Linked DNA regions of Drosophila melanogaster: region 2 is linked to region 1. A link is a contact called in public Hi-C data. All regions are on one chromosome and are shown on one strand. Each heading gives the region's core, a stretch centred on a gene start, on an enhancer-like site or on the middle of the called end of the contact. The rest is flanking DNA. Distances are from core to core; before and after follow the strand shown.

Region 1 (4,763 bases), core at 1,921-4,420:
GGGATTCCCAGGCTGTCGGGCAGCCTGAAAGCGCTGGAGCATCACAGCCCGATTCAGTTCCTCCAGTTGTTTGACCTGCTGCTGCGCCGCCTGCTGCTGCTGCACCGCCGCCTGTTGTTGTTGTTGCTGCTGCTGCACCGCCGCCTGCTGTTGCACAGCGGCTTGCTGTTGCTGCTGAGCCGCCTGTTGCTGCTGTACTGCCTGCTGCTGTGCTGCCACAGCGTGTGCCACATGCGCGGCTTGCACCTGAGCTTGGACCACGGCCTGGGCTTGCGCTTGGGCCTGCACCTGGGCAGCATGTGCGTGTGCGTGTGCCTGCGCCTGTGCCACGGCAACTAGAGCGGCGTTCTGTAAGAAAATGTTTGGAATCGATTGAATTTATCTCACTTGCCACTGGGAGGGTGTAGTTTCGGGGTCAACCCAAAAAAAATGTATCCTGACTGAGTCAGGTCTCTATGTACCTATCGTGGTAACAAAAAAATTTGCTTAAGGGTTTCAAAAAAACGGGGCTGAACCCCAAATGAAAAAATAGAATTGCAGATTGTAAGCTGCTGAAGTAACAAAAATTGACGAACAAAAATTACTAGATCATATCAAGAATTAAAGTAATCATCTAATTTAAGATTCCCTATTTAAAAATGAGTTTTTAGCCTGCGCTTGATGTAAAAAACGCTTCCTAAGCGTGTATGGAACCGACTACATAGATTTCTAAAACATACTAAGCAAGCTGGCTTCAAACCTGCCCCTATGATCCAATTAAATCAGCCCACCCGCTATAAAGAATTTCACTATTTATCAGTGGGCATGTGAATTGCATTTCAGCTGCTTCCGCTTTACCTTTAAGATACAAAACTAGCACATGTGTTGGCATATCACATTGATGGAGATTACTTTTAGGGCCAAGACAATGCGAAACCTTGCTTTTCCCTTCTATCGAGTTCTCTATGTGTTGAGGTAAAATGTTTTAAATCAAATTAATTAAATTGAAAACCGCCGTTTCATTTGTTTTGTTGCCATTAATTTTTTTTAATTAAAAATTGTACAGACATATATCATACTATATGCTAAAAAAAGTTTTCTTTTCTTTTTAATGTTGTTTCGTATTGTGTGATTCTCGTAATCTGTTTGCTCTCGTACGCTGTGGTCGTCTAAACGTAACTTCCGCTGTCGCAATTTGCGATCTGCGCAGAGTAAATGTATAAAAGTGTCCAGTTTGGAAAAATGGAATTCTGTTAGAATGCTGAATGCATTCTCTTAAAATGCAGTCGAAATTGGGTCAGGTTTTTTTATGTGCAATTACATTTATTCTTTCATTATTTTTCTTTTTTTGGAGGAAATTGTCTTTTTTACACGTCCTCGTTTCAGTCCGTTGTGCTTGTCATTTCCTGTTAATCAGTGGAAGTCGTTTCCGTCACGGTCTGTTTATTTATATTGACTATGGTTTCTATAACTATGATAAGAACTCACTTCCTGGGCCTTCGACATGGCTGCGGAGACGACAATCGAGTTAGCCATGCCACTGCTGCTATTGCTACCCGTGGGCGAGATCCCGGCCAGCGACGGGGGCGGCGGAGTGGTGGGAATCGACGTAGAGGGGCCACCATTGTTGCTGGGACTCTTGCGACTTTGTGGATTCGCCAGTGAAGCCAAAGCGGCCGCCAACCGTGCTTGTATTTTCGGTTGGCGCGCGCGCAATTCTTCCAGACTCAGGTCCTCCTGTGGATGCATAATCTTTGTGGTCACAGCAGCAGCGGAAGTTCCGCTTGCCGCCGGTGGAGCTGGAGGTCGCTGCTGGTGTTGCTGAGCATCTGGCGGACCACTTGGTGGTGCGCTGGATGCGCCACCAGCATGATTGGTGGTAGGCGGAGCACTTATGGTAGCATTACTTTAGCAAAAAGAAGAAATAATTGATTTACGTTAGTTAAAAACAAATTCTTAGGATTAAGCCTAATAATAAGTCATTTGACTTGCTTCACAACTATGTTTAATAGGGGAAAACCATTAAAAATGTGCCAATGTGAACAATTATTTGGAGTAGAAAGTATTTCACCTAAAATACCCCCAAAACTGAATTTACATACGAATCGTTTAAAAAAAAAAGATTATTAACAGGGCTCTACGTCTAACTGCTAGCTTTAGAAAAAAAAATTGGAAGGATTCTTATATGGTCTTCCCCTAACGATGCTAACCTGTACGCTGGAAATGTTGGCTTTTGTTGAGCCATGGCGGCGGCGTGGTGATGATGGGCCGCCGCCGCAGCAGCTGCCGCCGATGTTGTGGCCATGGCGGCTGGAAACAAAGGACGCGGAGGCATCATGTGCGGCATCATGGGCACTGGATACGGAGGCAGTGGCGGCATGTGCTGCATCATGCCCATGCCGTACTGCCCCAGCATGTGCGGTGGCATCATGTTCGGGGGCATCATCATAGGCGGCGGTACACTCATGGCATCTGCAATGAATGTTGTATAGCGATTTTGTATACAATACAGTTTGCTGATCACTTACATTCTACTTTCTTTTTGGCCACCGGTTCATCATCGTCCGAATCAGACTTGCCACCATTCTTCTGACGTTCGTGATCCCTGAGATCCTCGGCGGGAATGCCGTCCATGCCAAAGATTTCGACTTCAATATTTGAGCGATTGGGCAGCGAGTTGGGGACCTTGTCCACCGTTTCCTTGTGCACCTGCATGCAGTGTATGGATAGTCCGGGTCCGGTGTACAACTTCTTGTGGCAGATGTGGCATTTGAAGTGCTTGGCCTTCTGGTGCTGCACAAGGATCTTTTCGTCATCGAACTCACGGTTGCAGTACCTAGTTTTTTGCGTTAAGAGTTAAGGAAAATTCACGGGGATGCGGCGTTGTAGCCAGTATGCATATACATGTGTGTGTGTATCTACCCCCAACCCAATACCATTATATAAATGTGTGTGTATGTGCAGATACAGCGAGCGGCACATGCAGTGAAAAAATATTTATATCTTTGTTTTGCGAAAAGGATACCAGCACCAGGGTTTGGAGGCCTTCTTCTTCTTGCGTCCCATGATCCTAAGGTGGCTTTAAAACACTTAAATGTACAAAATCGATCCGGTAATTGGTAGAAGATAACAATCTGTTGTACTAAAAATTGCTCTGTCGTGGAAAACAAAATGGAGAGCCAGTCAGAGTGACCAGCATATCGATACAAATAAATGAATCTTATCGATATCTTAAACCAATATAATAATTATTATACAAATAAATTGATATGTTCGCCTCAATAGCAAAAGGTAAGAAAATAATTTCACAATGATGACAGTAGAAATAAGAGAACTTTGTTGTCATATTTTTCAAATAACATTAATTCTTACATATGTTTATTCCATTATTATCGATTATGTACCTCAAAAAGCGCGGCCCATAAGATTACTTCACCAGCGCCATCTGCTGGCTAGTAGCGCCTTATTTGGTGTATTTCTAAAAAAATATGCTTTGGTCACTCTTTACCAGCCGGCATTTACCAAAAACAGAATAATGGCAGATAAAAAGGTAAATTAAATAGAATAACTACATTGTGGTGCTTAATCATCAAAATCGTGACTTGTCAGGTGGGTGGCAACAATGACGGTAAGGAGAAGCGCCGCAAGGAGTCCATTCTGGACCTCTCCAAGTACTTGGAGAAACAGATCCGCGTGAAATTCGCGGGCGGCCGCGAGGCATCCGGAATCCTCAAGGGCTACGATGCGCTGCTCAATCTGGTGCTGGACAACACGGTGGAGTATCTGCGCGACTCGGATGAGCCCTACAAACTGACCGAGGAGCAGACCCGCAGCCTGGGACTGGTCGTCTGTCGCGGCACAGCCCTCGTCCTCATTTGTCCGCAAGACGGAGTCGAGAGCATCGCCAATCCGTTTATAACGCAATAGTCCAAGGTTTTGTGGCTGGGATGCGTTCCAGAATGTAGACTAAGTACAAAGCTCTTTTGGAAATCGGTTTAAATATATTTAGCGGAGACATACATACGTATAAATTAGTTCTTAAAATCTAATCAGGCCGCAAAGTACCACGTTTATGAGCCCGCGAAATTGTTTAAGCTTCTCCATAAAATTCAGAGTGTTCCGATTTTAAATTAATGCACTTTATCCTCTTCAGGTATGTTACGAAGTTATCTACGGGTTTGCTTACGGTCAGATTTTGAAAGCTGAATCATCTAAATATGCGTAATCCAATTTATAAATATTAATTTTTCTAAACAATTAAAACCTAAAATTGTATCAATCTTATCCAATTACTTATGGAACGCTCCAAACATTATGGATATATCAAAGCGCCTTGCGCAGAGCCCTATAGTGTCAAGCGGGCTATCACCTTAGTCCAAGCCGAACTCGTTGCGAATCCAGGGATACTGGGCAGGACACTCCATGCAAGTGTAGAAGAATCGATCCTCTTGCAGCACCCGACTACGCACCTTGCACACATTCGGCGTGTTGCAGACCTGCTCGTGGGGATCCAAGTCCTTCGGTTGGCAGTGCCAGGACTCGAATTGGTGCAGCTGGTTGCTGGGCGTGGGATGGCGCATCCACTGAATCGCCTGCTGGTTAGTCACGAAGAACACATCCGGCAGCTTTTGCAGATCGTCGAGGAATTTCTAAATGATCAGGAAGGAATGAAGATCTAGTATTATGGGTAACAATTCGAATATTCACCAGAAATGCATTCAGATAGTCGACTTTCTTGAACCAAGTCGAATGGAAATACAGGCCAAATGGTGCCCTATTGCTGA
Region 2 (4,999 bases), core at 2,293-4,792, 48 kb before region 1:
CACCTTGCTTGGCATTGCTTATGAACTGATCGATATCCTTGGGCAGAGGATCCGGCTTATCCTTTACTTGTATTCCTCCGATTTCGATTAGCGCTGGCACCAGGGGTCGAATAGGTCCTTCACTGATTAAGTGGGAGCCGACAAAGGCCATGGAGATATTCTTCCTCAACTCCTTCAGTGTGGGCATATCTTGTTCCGGAAAGACGTCATTATAAATGCGTGTCAATTTGTAATCAAACACAACAAAAATGAATTCGAAGAGCAGGGATTTGAGAGCGTTTTCAGTTCGTTTGAGGAAGCCCATTGGTTGCGTGGCCACAGTTCCCATGAGGGGCACATAGGATAACTCCGAGGGATTACCCGTATACTTATCGATTGCCGGAACAGGTGCCGACATCCAATTAATAATTACCGGCACCTTTAGCTTATGGGCGACACCCAGTTGAAAGTCGTTGATGAAGTAACCCAAAATCATCAAATCAAATTTGGTCTCGTAAATGCGCTGAAACCGAGGGTCGGATAGGAGTTCCGCCTGGGCATTGATCATAACATCCATGCTGGTTAGAAGGCGATACATAGTGCTGACCAGTGAGTTCTTTTGCCCGGCCATTTCGGTCATTTGGTCTTCCATGATGCGTTCTTGCTCCTCCTTCATAGGCACCACAATCAGGTGGATGTCCTTGTGCGTCACCTTGGGCTTCAGCATGGACACCACGGTCACATTGTGTCCAGCTTTGACCAGTGCCTTGGCCACCGACATGTGGATTATCAGATGCGACGGACTGTGACTGCTGAAGAGCCCCAAAATGTTAGCTCCCTGGGTGGAGGCAACCACGCCGAGAAGCAACAAAAACACGAAGTGAACTCCGATCATTTGATTAGTTTTTGGTATGACCTGTCCGGCCACTGTCGAAATAGAAACTAAAGAGAAATGGGCAAGCGGAAACCTATTTATGGGTGAAAAAACTGGTGCCAGTCATTGGATTTGCTTATCAACTCCCCTCGATTCCGAAAAATACCTTGATGAGAGACGGTAACATTTCATTCTCTTGATACTCTTATTTACCTGCTCTTTGATATACAACTCCGCTCTTTTCTAACTTTTTTTCTAACGCGTTTCAAACGTTCAAAATAAAAATTAAATAAATTTTATCAGAGAAATATATAAAGGTTATTAAAAAATAAAATGAAAGTAATAAAAAAATTTATTTAATTTACATAAACGCAACTTTATTGTATTCCTTTTAAAACAGTTTTCTTTAAAGGTCAATCCATATCCTGATTACTCCGTGGCAGCAGTTTTATAATTAATTTAATTATAAAATCTATTTTCGTTTTTCAATTGCTTTGTCAAGATGAGTCAGCAAAAACCCACTATCAAAATATATTTCGTGTAGTTCACCAATTTTCGTAACACCCACCAAACTCTCACCTCTTAAAATATTAATGTAGTTTTAAGTGATCTGCTTAAGCACCTCATAAGCCGAACTATAAAATATAATTGTAATTATGCGTAACAAACGACTTAAAAAAGCGACAATGATTATAGTGCTCTTAACAAACCTTTGCAAACAAAAAGAGAATCGAAGAAAGCTCTTTTGTTAAGAGCACGTTTTGTTTAGACAGGTAAACAAAATGCTTTATAAAAGAAAACCAATGTCTGTTAAGTCACATTGTATTTAATATATACATTTTTGCATAATTTACCCAATATTATTCTTTATTATAACCTTTTTCCAGAATAACCATTACCCTCCCCAATTATCACTACAATTCCAAAACCCACCTACATCAACTTTTTACTACCCGGCGGAATTGGATTCTTCTCTGTTCTTAGCAATTGCTGATTCTGTCCCTTTATGTGACTCCAGTGATTGATCTCCCGCAGTTCCACGTCGAACTCTTTCATGGTTTTCCTTAACTCAGGATACAGATGCTTTAGCACTCCATGATCCAGTGTGGGAAATAGGTGATGCAAAGCATGCTCACCAAAGTGTGTGAGCACCAGAAGATCCGACCACTTGATGTCTCCGCGATCTATAATCGTGTCCACCTGGTAAAGACCCCAATCGAAGTCCTGTCGCTGGGCATCTCCATCGTGTAGAATACGTGGATCATGGTGGGCAGCAGTGAGACCAACAAGTCCGAAGATAAAGCTCCCAACCGATATAATTATTTCCCAGCTTAAAAGTGCACTCAACAGGCTAACACCAGTGGATAAATATATAAAAATGGGCAGACTGAAGCCAATGAGATCATCCCAGCACAGAACGTTTCTTTTGGTCAGGGAAAGGACCAGGCTAAAATATAATGCAACCTATTAGTACAATACAGAGAAAACTATTTTGGCCACTCACCGTATGAGAAACTGCCCTTGGAACAAGACCACATATACCACGGGGCTGATAACCACTGAGATCAATCGTTGAGGTTTACTGGCATAATGACTATCCGGAATCCAGCATAGGAACGGCTCAAACATGGACATCTCCAGGTCGTGCAGAGAATTAGCATAAACATGGTGTGATAGGGCGTGAGAAATTCGCCAGTTTCGGAAGTTCATCATGGTCAGATTGAAAGTGTACATCCGCCAACTGTCCCGTTGATGAAAATAATTGTGGGTTGAGGTTGCCACCCAGCAAAGTGCCAATCCAGCTAGACCCTTGAAGATCAATGAGTCCAGAACGGTGCCTGCCCAACTGAAGAGGAAGACGGACACCAAGATGCCAAGATGGAGAAACTGCAAGATTATATTGTAGAACAATAAGTATATCATAGGGAACAAGCATATTACGTTCGACGGAACTTTAGTAACTTGTCAAGATCGCAACAATACCTCGGTTTTCTTAGTGGGAGAGTAATCGATCTTTCTCAGCTTTTCACGCACTCTCCGCTTCAGTGTCATATAGAAACCATTCTCTTCAAGAGTGAACTTGTAGTTCCTTGGCCTTGCAGCCTTTCGCACCTCGAATTTGCTTAGCATTCCTCGAGCTCGCTCCTCGATATGATGTGACTCGAAGGGCTCGGTGATATCCGTTCCCCTGGTGCACTCAATCCAAGATGAACCACCCGGATGGCGAGCGGCAAAGTCGCTTAAGTCGTAGAGCGTATCGTTAATTCGCCAAAGACCTTCGGCCTCGTCATCTACATTTTTCCCCTCCAGCCAGCTGAGCAAGAGAAAATGTAAATATGTAGTTTTATTTAATTAATTTGAAATTTATGGGTATATTCGATGCAAACCTTTCACTGGTAATCGGTCGATGCTGGCGATAGCTCGGGTAATTTCTGGATATTCCGGATACTCTCCAGTCACCATCGTCCTTAACATTGGGCGTCATTTTGTGCACTGTTTGTTAATCGATGTACACTGATAAATGGAGTTTATTTTAACCCCAGAAGTACCTTGAACGCTAGTGCTTAATCGTTGCTGATAACTAGCCGTTTGATTCCCAAGTTCATCTTAGTGCCTAACGAAAGAACCGGTCGTTCTGGACACCCCAGATGCAGACTAACCGCAAAGTTTGTTTACGTAGCGCCAACTGAACTTTTATTGGAGCGGCGCTCGGCTTTTGTTTTCGTATCGCACTCGCTCGATCAATTAGTAAAGCTCTGAGAGTATCGCCGATTGAAAGCTTTCCTCTCAGTGGCTCTCACTTCTTATCAGGAAAAAGTAACAGTATGTAAATGAGATTCAAAGCATACTTACATTGAAGGGCGCCAGCATTGCGATCTAGAGTAGTGTGTGCATTGCATTATTTTCCCATAAGTCAGAACTTTGTTTAAAAGAAAAGTATAAGTATAAATACTTACACTTATATTACTTACTTATACTTATACTTATATCCTTAGCTTCATATTAAGTAAGTTGTACAAGGATTACCTATGCTTACCAAGCAAAAGAAAAGTGAACTCAACGTGTAGCCATGCTAATAAACCCTAGTAAATCGCTGAATTTATTCCTATCAAATTATTTTATTTTATTGGAGCTCTTAGAGATAAGACTACCCCCAACAATCTCAAAAGCTGATTGCTTTCGGCTAGACCCACGCCAGCCAAGCGAAGCCTCAAACTGCCGCGATACCATAACATTGTTATGGCCACCGCACTGACCTATTGTCGCCGAAGTCTGCTCGAACCGCCCATGTGGTGCTTAGACATGCCCACTGCTTGAGATTTCACCAAATGAATTAGCGATTAGAACATACTGCTAAAAATATGTGAGAATTAAATAGACGTAATAGTTAAAAGGCGGCAGCTGCGCTGCTCTCCTGATAACACCGGCGCCTTATCAAAATGGAAACGTTTTGTTTGGAAATCTCGATTTTCGGTTTATATAATCAAAAGAGATTTGCGCTACACATAAAATAAACGGACCACTGCCGGTGCCTTTCAGTTAGTCGTTGGAATCCCAGCGGAAAGGTGCTCGGATCGGTAAAGTTTGTGCCACAGACGTCAAGGATCAAAAGGACTCGGCAATATGGTAATCGAGGAGTGGAAAAAGAGTGGCATTGCCACCAAGTTTCCAACATACCGAAATTCGGCCCTAATCACCACACACAGCTGGCAAAAGGGTAAACGGCAGGACGATGGAGCCGAAGGACTGTGGCGCATCAACGATGGCATCTATGACTTCACCTCGTTCATTGACAAGCATCCTGGCGGTCCCTTCTGGATTCGTGAGACCAAGGGCACCGACATCACCGAAGCCTTTGAGGCACATCATCTGACCACGGCTCCCGAAAAGATGATCGCCAAATACAAGGTGAGGGATGCGGCTGAACCCAGAATCTACACACTGACCTTGGAGGAGGGCGGATTCTACAAGACGCTAAAGGAGCGAGTCCGCGAGCAACTAAAGACCATAGACAAGCGGCCGAAAAAGAAGAGTGATGTGAGTGTTAATCTGCAAAAAAAAATACCTTATTGAAAATGGGCGTGCCTTAGATTTCATTTCATATCAGTTAAGTAATTCTTATCAGTTACTTATTGATAGGAAGTT

What was found. A called contact is a pair of places that touch in the nucleus more often than the background predicts.
Region 2: a Hi-C map of the Kc167 cell line shows a contact between it and region 1, with 2.8 times the contacts expected there. The contact joins the promoter of CG17928 here to the promoter of BuGZ in region 1. A contact is called at or near these places in 1 of 1 datasets of contacts at CTCF or cohesin (the Kc167 cell line), 61 of 107 Hi-C or Micro-C datasets (the Clone 8 cell line, the Kc167 cell line, the PNm cell line and 18 more) and 3 of 6 datasets of contacts at active chromatin or transcription factors (all in the Kc167 cell line).

What each region holds. Positions count from the first base shown.
Region 1 is chr2L:16,741,812-16,746,574 of dm6, reverse strand. It overlaps BuGZ (Bub3 interacting GLEBS and Zinc finger domain protein), which reads right to left and starts at 3,170. Exons shown (of 7, transcript NM_001273584.2): 1 at 3,005-3,170; 2 at 2,508-2,815; 3 at 2,190-2,451; 4 at 1,468-1,885; 5 at 1-348. The coding sequence starts at 3,045. ChLD3 (Chitin and LDLR binding deacetylase 3) reads right to left here. Exons shown (of 4, transcript NM_135962.3): 3 at 4,687-4,763; 4 at 3,965-4,628. The coding sequence ends at 4,350. It overlaps LSm7 (Like Sm 7), which reads left to right and starts at 3,475. Exons shown (of 3, transcript NM_001299056.1): 1 at 3,475-3,529; 2 at 3,589-3,949; 3 at 4,133-4,260. The coding sequence starts at 3,515. The coding sequence ends at 3,906.
Region 2 is chr2L:16,790,111-16,795,109 of dm6, reverse strand. It overlaps CG17928, which reads right to left and starts at 3,542. Exons shown (of 4, transcript NM_135966.4): 1 at 3,241-3,542; 2 at 2,837-3,167; 3 at 2,358-2,740; 4 at 1,666-2,300. The coding sequence starts at 3,338. The coding sequence ends at 1,787. Cyt-b5-r (Cytochrome b5-related) reads left to right here and starts at 4,389. Exons shown (of 3, transcript NM_001273585.1): 1 at 4,389-4,891. The coding sequence starts at 4,478. Ugt37C2 (UDP-glycosyltransferase family 37 member C2) reads right to left here and starts at 899. Exons shown (of 1, transcript NM_001273587.1): 1 at 1-899. The coding sequence starts at 874.